Regions from separate parts of the Anas platyrhynchos genome. Here region 1 is linked to region 2. Evidence: chromatin contacts called from public Hi-C data. All regions are on one chromosome and are shown on one strand. The core of a region is the stretch at or near the end of the contact, and the rest is flanking DNA. Distances in the headings are between cores, read along the strand shown. Region 1 holds the start of PPIF (peptidylprolyl isomerase F). Region 2 holds the start of TMEM254 (transmembrane protein 254).

What was found. A called contact is a pair of places that touch in the nucleus more often than the background predicts.
Region 1: a Hi-C map of skeletal muscle shows a contact between it and region 2, with 2.7 times the contacts expected there. The contact joins the promoter of PPIF here to the promoter of TMEM254 in region 2. A contact is called at or near these places in 3 of 8 Hi-C or Micro-C datasets (liver, skeletal muscle and subcutaneous adipose tissue).

The regions. Positions count from the first base shown.
Region 1 is chr6:15,836,948-15,843,368 of IASCAAS_PekinDuck_T2T, forward strand. It overlaps PPIF (peptidylprolyl isomerase F), which reads right to left and starts at 1,651. Exons shown (of 6, transcript XM_027460206.3): 1 at 1,449-1,651; 2 at 1,133-1,163; 3 at 225-313. The coding sequence starts at 1,601.
Region 2 is chr6:15,560,457-15,566,995 of IASCAAS_PekinDuck_T2T, forward strand. It overlaps TMEM254 (transmembrane protein 254), which reads left to right and starts at 4,749. Exons shown (of 4, transcript XM_005015748.5): 1 at 4,749-4,926; 2 at 5,030-5,133; 3 at 5,914-5,973. The coding sequence starts at 4,819. All of the region lies in intron 1 of LOC113843944, which reads right to left.

The DNA.
Region 1 (6,421 bases), core at 401-2,900, 270 kb after region 2:
TTAAGACAGCCTATACAGAATTCACATTTATGAGTACCAAAGATAGGCTGAGCAACAGCCAGAGCCAAAAGAGCAAGAAGACATGCCCCACTGTCACTTGTTCATTCTGCAGCTGGCAAAGGCAGCCACTTGAAATGTTACCACTAGTCTAAAGGGTTCTAAAAATACTTGAATAACATACAGATAATTTTAACAGTGAAAGCAAAAACAAAGAACAACATTACCTGGCACATAAACGAAGGAATCACTCTGTGAAAAGTGGATCCTTTATAACCAAATCCTTTTTCACCAGTACAGAGAGCTCTAAAGTTTTCTGCGGAAACAAAGCATAGGACGGTATGTTCCCATACACGACACGTAATGAAGTCAAACACAATTAACGTCACTAGGTCCCAAGATTATATACTTCAAGAAGTCTATTATATCTTTAAGGTATTATCAGTTGGTTGTTTTCATCCTCAAAGAAACACTGCTACAAAACCACAGAAATAAAGCAAACCAGGGTACAAACAGAATCCTCCCTCGCACTGCCCTTGGATTTTGCTGTTACACCTTTACACCCCTGAGTCCCATCACTCCGGAGTCAAAGATCACATTTTCTGCATGTTGTGCCTTTGTTCTCGAGTTTAACTGTGGAGATGATGCTTCTCCTTACTTTGTTCATCTAATGAGAACTGAAAGAAAGCTACAAGTTTTTCAGAACCACTAAATAAGCAATAAGGAAAGAAGCATATGGAAAAGTACGAGAACTTTATAACCTGGGTGCACTAGTTAACTAGTGACAAGGAAAATAAAACCCTGTATGCTGTCATAATACCCTACCAGAGGAACCCTTTGTGGGTTTCCCTTTCCAGTTTGTTTTGTGGTTTGGTTTTAATAAAAGGCAACTCATTTTCAAGCATAGTTATTCACCACTGGTAACCCAACATCAGCCTGTACACAAGTTCATAGAAGTTACAAAATAAAACTATTTGAAACAACAAACTAAAGCCCTAGCACCGCTCTGACGAAGTTCAGAACATATTTCTTGATTTCACAAATGGGGAAGGAAGATGGAAATAGTTTCCCTAAGTTATGGGAATGTTCTTCTTCCTGCCATTTTAAGTATGAAATTCTCAAGGTGATGCCCTACCTGCTGTCTTTGGGACCACATCAGCTTTCAGCTGTTGAAGAAATAGAAAAGGAAGAATTAGTCAGGTTTTCCACACATACATGCACTGAACAACTCGCGTGCGGTGAGTTGGTGCAATTGAACAGCCGCAGGGGCCGAGCCGTGCCCAGCACGGAGCCACGCGGCACCACACCGGGAGGCCAAGGAGAAAGGGGCACGGACACCGCCCCGCAGCCCTGCACCGACCCCCGGCAGCCCCCACCGCTGCCCTCCCGCCTGCCCTTGGCGGCGCGGCCCTGCCGGACACTCCGTCCCGTCCCGCCCCGTCCCCCCGCACCTCCAGCACCACGCGGCCCAGCGGCTGCTCGTCGGCGCCCACGTCCAGGTAGACCAGCGGGTTCCGCGGGGCGCCGGGCCCCGAGCCGCAGCCGCGGGCGAGCCCGGGCCGGGTGCGGGGCAGGAGGCGGCGGGCGGCGCTCAGCGCCTGCATGGGCCCGGGGCGCGCAGACACGGCGGGGCCGCGCGGCGCCGCCTTTTATCGCCCTCACGGGGCGGGCGCTGCCGGCATCCCGCCCGCCGCACACAGAGCCGCCTGGCGGCACCAGCACCGCGCCGCAACCGGGGCGGCCAGCCTCCAGCCTCCGGCCCCCGCCAGTCCCGGTCCCCAGCCCTGCCCCGAGCACAGAGGTCAGGGCAGGATCCCAAGAGCTTGGAGATGGCGATTCAACAGCTTCCAGCTCATTGAACCTCTCTTAACCCTGAGCATCAGTATCAGCTCTCTTGGCAATGATTTGGAAGCTGCCCTTCCCAAACCTGCTCCCCATTGCATCAAGAATCTGCTCCAAAGATTGCTCCATCAGCTTTATGTAACGCGCCCTACTTCTTGTGCTGGAGGAAGCGAGTTGAGTCTTACCCACCTGTGTCGTGCTCAGCATGATTTTTAGACCTGCATCTTTGCACCTCCCGGTCATGTCTTTTCCAAACCAAAGTTGCAGCCAACTTGATCACTACTTATAAGAAAGCTGTTCCGTGCCTCTAATGCCTCACCTTTAATGCCCTTCTCCAAGGTGTTTCCAGTTTTATGATATCCTTTTAGAGATGAGGGAATCTTTGCACAGTATCCAAAAGAGGGGTAAACAATGAATTTGTACATATAGCACCATAACAGTGTTTTCAGTTCTGTTTTCTATTCCTTTACTAATAGCTCCTTCTACAGGTTCGCTTTCTGGCTGGCCTGGAACATTTTTATGGACCTTTTTACCATAACTCTCAAATCTTGCTAAGTTGAAACAGTGAACAGTGAACTTCTATGGAAAGTTAGGACTGTTTTTGCATTACTTCATTTGCATTGATTTCTATCTGATACTTCATTGCCCAGTTGCTTAATTTCATTAAATCCTTCTTAAATTCTTCACAGTTGGCTCTTGTTCAAACTATCCTAAATAAAGTATTATCATCTATGAAGCAGGTGCCTATGAGAATCACCTGATTTGGTTATGAGAAATTCCAGTTGGTATTTATAGCCAGCACAGCATATAACATTAGAAAACAGCAAACTTCTCTGAAGTGATAGGTAGGACAAGGGAGATTATTAGCAATTTTTCTAAATCTCTCAATGTGTCCATTAGCACGCACTTTAGGAGAGAATCCAGAGAACAACAGAAGCACTAAAAGCTTTAGAAAACATATTAGATATCTGAAACATATACTAGATTAAAGGAAAACACCTATCCTTGAGATTCACAAGTGGAAAACAGGGACAGACAAAAGCTTGAAATGTTTATTTGTCTTCTTAGATTTAAGTACTGGGACTTAGGGGAGGGTTTGTGTTTTTTTTTTGTTTTGACTACAACCCCAAAAATACTCTACACCAACAGGTAGACTCTGTGGGCTTAAAGGTCCTTGACAGACGAAAAAGTACACAAAAAGAAAAAACACATCGTTCTAACAGCAAGCCATCCTATCCTACCATGTATCTTCTATTCAACAGTTGTGCATCACCCCCATAAAATGAGTTCCAGAACTGGAGTAAAATAGCTGCACATTTACAATGGACAGTGGAAATTTCAGCATTTGTTGTCCAATTCATAACAGAAGGCTGAAGTAAACATAACTGATGAAATGGTGAGACTTTGGATTCAGAAGTTACAAAATTAGAGAAATTACAAAAGGATCAGGCTGACCAAGCAAAACAGATGCATTACCATACCACTCTGACCACGAAAACACACACACTAAAGAAAGAAGCTGTTAAGACTCTTACTACACATGAAACTGAAAATCATCTGTTTATTTTGTATAGTGATTACCAGCTACAATTATTATTATTATTACTATTTAATAGTAGCTAAGTCAGTATGTATGTTTCAGTTGCCTTTTATGCTCTCAGCTGCTAGTCCATTTTGGGAAATAATTTAATCGAGTCATCAATCTGTTTAATTCTCTGGTGACCATAAGAAAGATGACCACACTCTTTTTAATGTTTTAATTGTAGTAGCCACTAGAAGCCCAAACCAAAATTAGCATTTGGGTGTTGAGTTCTGTGCATACCTATAATAAAAGACAGTTCTGGCCCTGAAGGCCTATCATTTAATAAGACAAAAGACGAGTGAAAGAAAGTATCATCTTAATTTTGCAGTTTGAAAGCACTGCCAGAGTAGCTTTTAATTGTTTTGCTAAGAGTTCACAGGTATCTTTGGTAGAGTAAACAATGCTATTTTCCATGTTTACAGGCCTTTGCGAGAAGCAAACCATCTCACTCTCTGTCACAGTGGGGATTTCTTATTTGGGAATATAGGCTAAATCATTATCTCTAGGCCTACAGATTAAAACTGCTAAATCGCTCGTTATGTTTTATTCCTGCACAGTGAGATGAGTTAAAACTTGTACAGACAGTATGATAGGAACTTCTGAGTTACGCAAAGGTCATTTTCCAAGAAAGACAGAGAAGAAAGAAAAAAAAAAAGAAAAAATATACCTCTAAAAAGTCTGCCAAAAGACCACCTTGGATCACTAGAACATGAGGCCCGGAGCTAGCTCGGTGAAGTGAAATGATTTAGAGGAGCATTGAAGAGATCTGTTTGAAGATATGTTCATTGTTGAAATCCTACAATGCTTGGCTAGGAAACGAGTGCACCCTCAGCTATACAGGATAAGTGACTGAGGGTGGTGGCTCAGACAAAAGTGAAGACAGAGGCCTCAGCAGAGCCATCACGGAGGCTGGTACCAGAAAACCCAGACTTAAAAAAACAATGCAGAATTTACAGGCAGATAAACAAGAAGGACATTTTTAATATAAGTTTCTAAAGTGGCATTTTTTAGAAAGGCACCTATTGAAGGACTCATGCCATACCAGAGAAATTCCTGCACAGGAACCTTATAAAATGCAATAGCAGTATTTCATATTGATACATCACTTACAACCTGAACGTCTTTATAAATAGGACTGTGTGGTTACTGCATAAATTTTAATATTATGCCAAGATGGACAGAAAACAGAGCAGTTAAGTGACTTTTCAAAAGTATCGTAAAGAATAAATGCTTGAAACGTAGCTTAAATTTGGGAATTTTGATTCCAAGGAGCAAGAAATGGTGTAACCACCTAGCAGACAGACACTGCACTGGCAAAAAAAAAAAAAGTGACAGGCATTCCTGACTGTATCTGGCCTACTGGTTTGTAACTCGGGAATGCAGGTGAATTGTGTCAGTCAGTCTTGGATTGCTCATGTTGGATTGATCTTGGTAGCTACGGTAAGATCACATTTTCTACCTACCAACTTCAAGAATTCAACTAAACACAACTCTTCTTTATCCTTGATAGGATCTTCACAGGGTCGTATGCTTGGACCATGCAAACAACTCAAATAGAGACCACTGCAATCTACTATTAACTGGTTTTCACACATACATTGCTTGATCCTCTGTGATGCAGGAAATTCCCATTATGTTGATTTTAACATGTGAAAACCTTTCCCACCTGGGACCTGGCTATCTCAAGGACCCCACTAATCCAGACAGTTAGCAGGGCAAGAGGTCATACAGGAGCTCACCTCAGTTTCACATGGGGAGAGCAGGAATTTGCAGTGGGCATTTCCACCCTTCATCCACAGATCCAGCATTTGCTGCACTTCAAAAACACTCATTTTTTTTCTTTTTTTCTTCAACGTTTTATTAAGCTAGAAGATGAGTGGAGAGCTGGGAAGAGTTGTGTGCTCTGTTATCTGTGATATGCATTTATTTATGAATGGGGACTAGAGTGAGGGAGATGGTGAAAGACCTTTCCATTATACTAAGTGATTGCAGCATGAAATTAAATCATACAAGAGCACGTAGCACATAGAGTAGCTACACAGGTACATTTATAGATAAAAAGAAAAAATGCTAATAAATATTTCCCCTGATCAAGGTTTCCTCCTAGGAACATGTAATAACCCGGCTCGCAACATGAACCTTCTCTGCAGCACTAACTGTACAGAAAGGGGGAGTTCCCCCACATGATTTCATCCTAATTACCGACAAATAGTCATACAAGAAAAACCTCAATCCACTCGTGCTCTTTACAGCCATGATTAGCATTTTCCTTTCAGAAGCTCAGAGTGACATTGCTTGCCTGGAATTCATTGCTCAGTCGCCATGCGTGATGTATGGAAACTGCCTGCCCGCATGGCAGATTGCACGGTGCCTGCACGTGGCGCGCAGCTGCCACAGCTCCCCAAACGTTGTTCACACGCCACCAGAGGTGGTCGATGAACATTTATGGGCAGTTCACAACAGGCTGGCAAGGCATGTAGGACACGTGAACTGTATGTTTCCAGGCCACGGTGGAAATGCAGCTATTACTGCAAGTGAGCTTTACGAGGCAGCAGCATGTCCAGGTAGGCCGCTTGTCTGTGGGTGGCTGAGGCAGTGCTTTGCTTACCTGTGAATGAAACTATCAAGGCATGGCAAAAGTTAAGGTGTTCCAAAACACAGGCTTCTTAATCAGAACACAGAAATTGAAATCTACAGAGATCAGTGTAGTTTTTTTTTTTTTTTTTTTTTTTTTTTTTTTTTTAACCTGTGAAATACCATCTCTGGCCTAAGGAACAAGTAGTAAGCTAAAAGTATCTGAACTGCTTTTGGAAATGGTGAATCACGCGACTTGATTGTGTACAAGTAAGATGAGTTTGGGGGTCACGATGCTTCTACTGAAAAAGGAAATACTCAGGAAATACTCTGCACAAGCAACTCCTAGCAGGTTTTTGCAGAGTATGTAAAAGTCAGCACCATGTTGTCCCCTCTTTCTGTCCTGGGAGGCTGTCACAATACTGG
Region 2 (6,539 bases), core at 3,499-5,998:
TATATTAAATGGTAGTTCAGTGGTGCCTAACACCGTTAATTGTTCTTGTGAACGAACGATGGAAGAAAAACCCCAGGAGATGTATGTAGGATTTGCTGGGAAGGCACTGAATAGTGCTCCCATTCCCACGAAATGCAGTGTCTTCTCCTTTGGTGAAGGGAAATCTCTTCTGCGGGCCAGGCCCACCTCAAACAGCCATGCAGGACAGTGATTTGCAGTTTGGGCAGGCAGAGCCTGAGCCTGCACAGAGTTAGGATGACCACAGGGAAGGGCAAATCAGCAGAGCCAAGCAGGAATGGGCTGCTGGATTGCCATGTGTACAAAGCCCAGTGCATAGATCATAATTCTCATACTCCTTTAAACTCTGATAGAAAAGCTGTGCAGTGACGTGTGCAGTTGCAAATGCATTCACTCAAATCTTGCTTCAAGAAACATCAGAAAATTCTGTTCAAAATATCCTCCCAAAATCCGAACTTGGAGCACTCCCAAGTGCAGTTCGGTCTGGCAGGCCCTCACTTGCCCAAACCCCTGAGATAAGCACCGTTTTGTTTAAGTGCAGCAGTATTTTAAGACCAATAGGGTCATGTTCACAGTCTGCATTCCCTTATTGTAATCCCGTCCCTCATACTCCCTGCCGTCTCCTTCCCCGTCTCCCTCCTCTTTGTGAGGGCTCTGCCAGCCTCCTGTCTGCAGATGCCCTAGGACTGAGCAGCGCCAGAACCACTTGGGGACTCTTAGCACCTTGGAGGGTCAGACCTCTGAACTGCAGATGTTTAGGACAGGGACTACATCGTTTGTGTGTGTGTGTTGGCGCAATACAAACACACCCATGTGATACTACAGAAATACTACAAACCATCATAGTCTGCCAAGCTTGATTACGCTAACTAGTCACCTAAAGACGAGTGAATGTGGCCTCAAGGCTAGTCTGCTTGGACTGGAGACAAGTTGTCTGCAGTCCTCTCCTCCCTGTTCAAAGACCTATTGGTCTAAGCTCCCTTGTCAGTCCTGCTCCTCATCTCCCAAGTAGTATCCCCGCCCATGTGCTTGCACTGAGGTGCGCTTCCCACCCATCTGCTACTGACTCAGTTTCTTTGCCAGATCTGTGCTGGCTTTTTTGTACTGCAGCCAGTTTTCCCTCACAGTATTGCTATTTCAGACCCATAGGGGGAGAGAAAAAAAAAAAAAAGAAAAAAAAAAAGAAAAAAAAAAAGAAAATACCCAGAGCTAAAAAAATGTCTATTGACATGACATTTTCGTTAACTGAGAAATACATTAAAAATGCATTAGCTGGTCCCAACAGACCCTCAAGAGTAGAGCACTAATTGGAAACCTTCCCTTTTCCCAACACTGTGTGCCTGTGCTTACTACCATGCACGTGAAGAACTTGGCAACCTAACGCTGTGGCTTTCAAAGCAGAAAGCAGAAATAAAAAGTTAGGAATTCTCTCTGAAAGAAACCAGAAGCAATACCAGATACCAAATACTACTTATTAAAAGACTCAAACACTGTCATCAAGCAGTTAAGGGACAGAACAAGGCATCCAAATGCTGATGGCTTGTTGGAGACTTGCTCCTTCAGCCTGTTTTAACCACTCAGAGCATAACGCTGCCCAATGCTGGTATGCAGTCATGGCCCCCTTATCTCCATGTAACACAGTTTTATAATAGTTTCAACTACTCAGGTTTTTCCAACATAACCAATATGAACAAAGTTGCCTGGTCATGTTTAATTTATCCTGGTAAGGTAGGTTCAGTATTATTAAACAGTCTCCCCAAATGGCATAAAATATCTTTTATACCTTCTAAAAACCCTACCAAATACCCATTGCATAAATCCAACTTAAAAGAAACCCATCAAACACTTGTAGCACAAATCTGAACTGTATAAGCTGAGATTTCAAATGGATGTCACTTGTTAGTATTTCACTTTTTAAAGCTATGTCACACATGAAAGAAATCCATCAGAGATGCATGCATATCTTAGTAGGACAAAAGTTACTGACTTCCAACAGATATCAGTAAAACCAACTACAGATCTGTAAAATGCATGCCTGCAATAAAAACTGAAGCTCTGTTTGCAACCTGGACTTCAAACTGGTGAGTTTTTGCTATTTAGAAGAGCTTATTAATGCTGGAGTGTTGGCTGCAGCACATTACAATATAGAGGCCTGTTCCTTTTTAATAACAAAAAGCACGGTGTTAGGATAGGCACACAGAACTTGACATAAATTGATCTCTAAAATGCACAAACTGAGTCTATAGTAAAATCCATGAGAAATTACTACCTTTATAGCTTAAAGGTAATACTTAGTTATTAATTTTTGCAAAGACTAAAGGTGTAGCTGGGGCCTTTATAGCTGGCAATTTCCAAGACTTACATTATGCTCCCAATTATATTCACAACATGATAGAAGAGAACTAGTTTTATCAAGCACCCATGGAATCCATTTACCTATGAAAGCGATAGATCAAAGAGATGTGTGAAGGTTTATTTACTTCCAAGTCAGAATTATTGTACCCCACTGCTTCCTCTTATGCACTTCTCATCATTCCTTGAAGTATATGAATCTGCCAAAAGTCTTGACCATTAGCTGAAAACTGTAAGGCTTTAAAGACCATATACTTCCTTAGCTTATCCAATTTCAAATCTCAAAGAGAAAATGAAATATTTTTCAACTTAAATTTAATTAATTTTCCATTTAAAATTAAAAATAACAGAGGAGTGAAGGTGTATGTTAACTAGTTAAATTAGCAATCAGACATTTCTAGCAGTCAGTTCTTTACAGCATTGTGTCATTTAACTCTGATTTAAAAATATTTTATTGATAATTCCATTTCCTTAAGTAACTTTCACTGGCTGTATCTCATCTCTTTTAAACCAGCCACAAATCCAGTTTAAAGTTGACTGCAGTTCGTTCCCAAGTAATTTCCTAAAAAGATTCCAATCCCTTAATCATTCTTTATCCAAAAAGTTGCTGTTTACACAGTCACATCACTGACTCCAGTAGGATGACTCACGCAATAAAGGTTAGTCTGGATTAGAGTAACCACCACCACCTTTTTTTTCTCTCTCTCTCTCTTTTTTTTTTTTTTTAAGAAATTTAAAAGCCACAGAAGAGCTAACATGTCTCTATCTAGTCTCCGGCATCTACCAAGAACACAAAACAAAAGAGGCAGACTACCTGGCAAATACCCTTTGTACTTCCCGATGAAAGTGAGATAAGTCAATATCTCTAAGTTAGAGATAGCAAATGTTTCTAAACTGAAGGGGGAATGAGTTTTCTACAGTATTAGGTACAACAAGAACTTTATTATATGAAAATCTACTAGAGTGATATAGTGCTATAAACAATGTATGGAATGAGACAGGTATGTTTCAGGGATTACAATGCAGTGGTCCATTTTATTGTTTTCAGCTTGACTAACCTGTCTCAGTTTACATACATAGTCACGGTGGAGACCTCAGGACCCTACAGACACACTTTCAGCGAAAAAGCCTTTTATTAACCTTTTTCTTCCTTTTTTATTTTTTTTTATTTATTTTTATTTTCTTTCTTTCTTTTAAACTAGCATATTTGTCTTTGAGATCTCCGGGAGGATCATACAGCCACCATTTTCATGTTAGGGCAGTGTTAATTGCCATACCTGTTGATCTCATAGCGAACATCTGTTGTGGTCTTAGATTCTTCAAGAATACTTGTGGCTTTAATTACCAGCCTGAGTCTGTATCTAAATCAAGTGTGGCAAGTGAAAGAAACATGTTTCCATGCAAATATCTTTCTAACTTGTTTTTTTTAGGATTATGCTTTTCTTCAGTTTTCTGTGGCTTTGTCTAGTACAAAAATAGGCTCAATGCACAATCTGTGTAGCCTGGAGCAGGGTAAAGCCAGATGAGCTCATCCTCAAATGCCGATGGAGCCCTGTCACTGTGATGGCATCCATGCTGATTGTCAGACACCAACATCCCTACGTCCCCCAGCACAGGAAAGGCCTTAGAAAGAACATGAAGTTGTTTGAATCCTGTCACACAGAGATATGTATTTCAAACTATATAAATCTAAACATGGCCTGGCCAGAGCTGACTGAGCTGTCCGCCGGTGCTAGGACTTGGTGACATTTTGGTGTGTAGTGTGCTGTGGGGAGCTGCCAGGCCTTAATTCAGTCACTTTGTGACACTGACCAGAAGAATGAACACCAAAACTGTAGAATTCTTGCAAGTGAAGGCTCGGGAAGTAAAGCGTGAAGAAATAGTTTTATTTCCTATAACTCGACGAAGTAAATTAGCCCAGCATTTTTCGATACTTCACACAGTACTGTTTGGCAACTGTAGTTTCCAATTCAGATTATACTTGTGAATAAATGTAATTACTGACATCTTCTGGTGTCGAAACCACAAAGGAGCCTAGGCATTAAGGCACAGATCCAGGCACTTTGCCGAAACATGATCAAGCTTTACAGCTAGACTCTGAGAAAAGACTTCCCCAGTGCCAGCCGCCAGCCCAACAGCACCTAAGAAACGGCGAGAAGGACTGACAGGGGACAGGGGGCCGCGGGATCTCTGTGCTTGGACACCTCGGTAACCAAACGCCCTCAGAAGGGCCGAGCCTTTCAGGGAGGAGCAGCGGCCGCCCTCAGCCGCTGCCCCGGGGATCGCCGCCGGGAGGCGCTCGCTGCTCGGGCCCGGGCTGAGGCGCGCCCCGGCCGCCATTACGTGCGGGGGGCCGGGCGCGGTGTTGGCCCCGCCCGCCCGGTGCCGCCCCCCCCGAGCAGCGCCTTAGCGGCGGCGGCGGCCCACGGCCGGGAACAGGGCGACGGGATGGCGGCGGGGACGGGCGCGGAGCGGCTGCAGGATGGCAGCTGCCACTTCCAGCGCTCCCGGCTGCTCTGGATGATCGCCATCGCCTTCGGCATGATCCTGCTGGGCGTAAGGCGGGCGCCGCGGCGAGGGAGCGGGGCGGGCCGAGGGGGGCACGGAGGCTGCTGCCAGTTTCAGCGAGCTAACCTTTTTTTTTTTTCTTTTTTTCAAGTGGGTAACGCTTGGACCCTCAACCATACCTTATAGCTATTTGGGACCGTTTGGCACCTTCCTTCGCTATATCGCAGAGCACTACCACACGTGGGTGTGCTACGCGTAAGTTACTCTGATTTATCGCACCTCGCTTGTTGTCCCTGACTTCCCTGTTTAGGCTGTGCTAAGGAGCTTTGCTGTGACCCGGCTGTTAATTGCATGTAAAGAGGTCTGCCTGCGAGCTCATTACAGCTCGGGAGGGGGGTGCTAGGCGTGTGGAAGACCAGAGAGGCTAAGACATGGCTGAAAGCTTAAACGCTCGGCTTGCAGCCTGGCATCGGCGTTGTTACAGTGGAAAGGGAAAGGAGGACGATACGGCTCCTGGGTACGTTACTAACTTATCCTGTCCATGTGAGAAATAGTCTGCTGAAGCCACTGTGTAGTGCTTAGCTTTGCTGGGTTACAAAACACGTTTTGTTACCTTATTCAACAAGAGCTGGAATACACTTCCTGTAGCCAGGTCTCTCATGTAAAGGGAATCCTCAGACTGTCTCACTTATTTTACCTTGCATCATGTAGATGATAGCCTTCATCATTGCTTTGGCATAGATATTGAACTGATCTGAACTGCATATCCTGCATAGCTTTTTAAAAAAGCTTCTATACAAAAAACTACTGATCAAGTGTGATTGCCACATTATGTGTTCTGTTAACTTTCTCAGTGGACTTCAGGCAGTTTTAAGACAATACTTTTCCTCCTAAGATAATAAACACATCACTTTCTAGCTTAAAATGTAGAGTCAATTCTGTGTTCAGCTTGATATTCCTTGCATAATGCATTTTGGATATGTTAGTCTTCCACCTAATTTTCAACAAAATAAAACATGTTTTCTTTTTTATCAGGTTCTATGTATCCTGGCTGATTCACCTAGTAGAAGCCCTGTATGGTATTCAGTTATGCCAGTAAGTTGGTCTCCTCCCTCACCTTAAATGCTCTGGAAAGGATTTCTGATACAAGTGACATAACTTACAGACTGATTTTGGTGGTGATAAGCAACAATATTGTTTCTGAGGATGCTGATAAAATTCTTGCTGCAGTGATAGCTTGCTGTACTCCGTAAGAGGTTACTGCTGTACTGGGTAGCAAAAAGGGGGGGTGGCAACTTAGAGAACTGGCAGCAGCAAAGTCTGCCAAAGCTTGTCTACCTGCCTCTGAACTCACTGTTCTTTGTATTTATTTATTTTGAGAATCATTCTTTATATGATAGTATAATATATAGTTTCTTGTTCTTCATTATTACGTCAGATCCTGGGTAACATAGCACTTCAGAAAGCAGTGGGTAAAAATAAATAGATGTCTAAATTCAGTCAGATGTTAACAAAATTTTGAGACTGTTAATTAGAGGCTTAAATTCTATCTGTATTGTGAAAATACAATTGGATGCTTCTGTTTGGGACTACGCAAGATCTGATTATATATGCAAGTGGAGGAAAACATTCACCAATCAGACTCGAAAAGTAATGCCAAC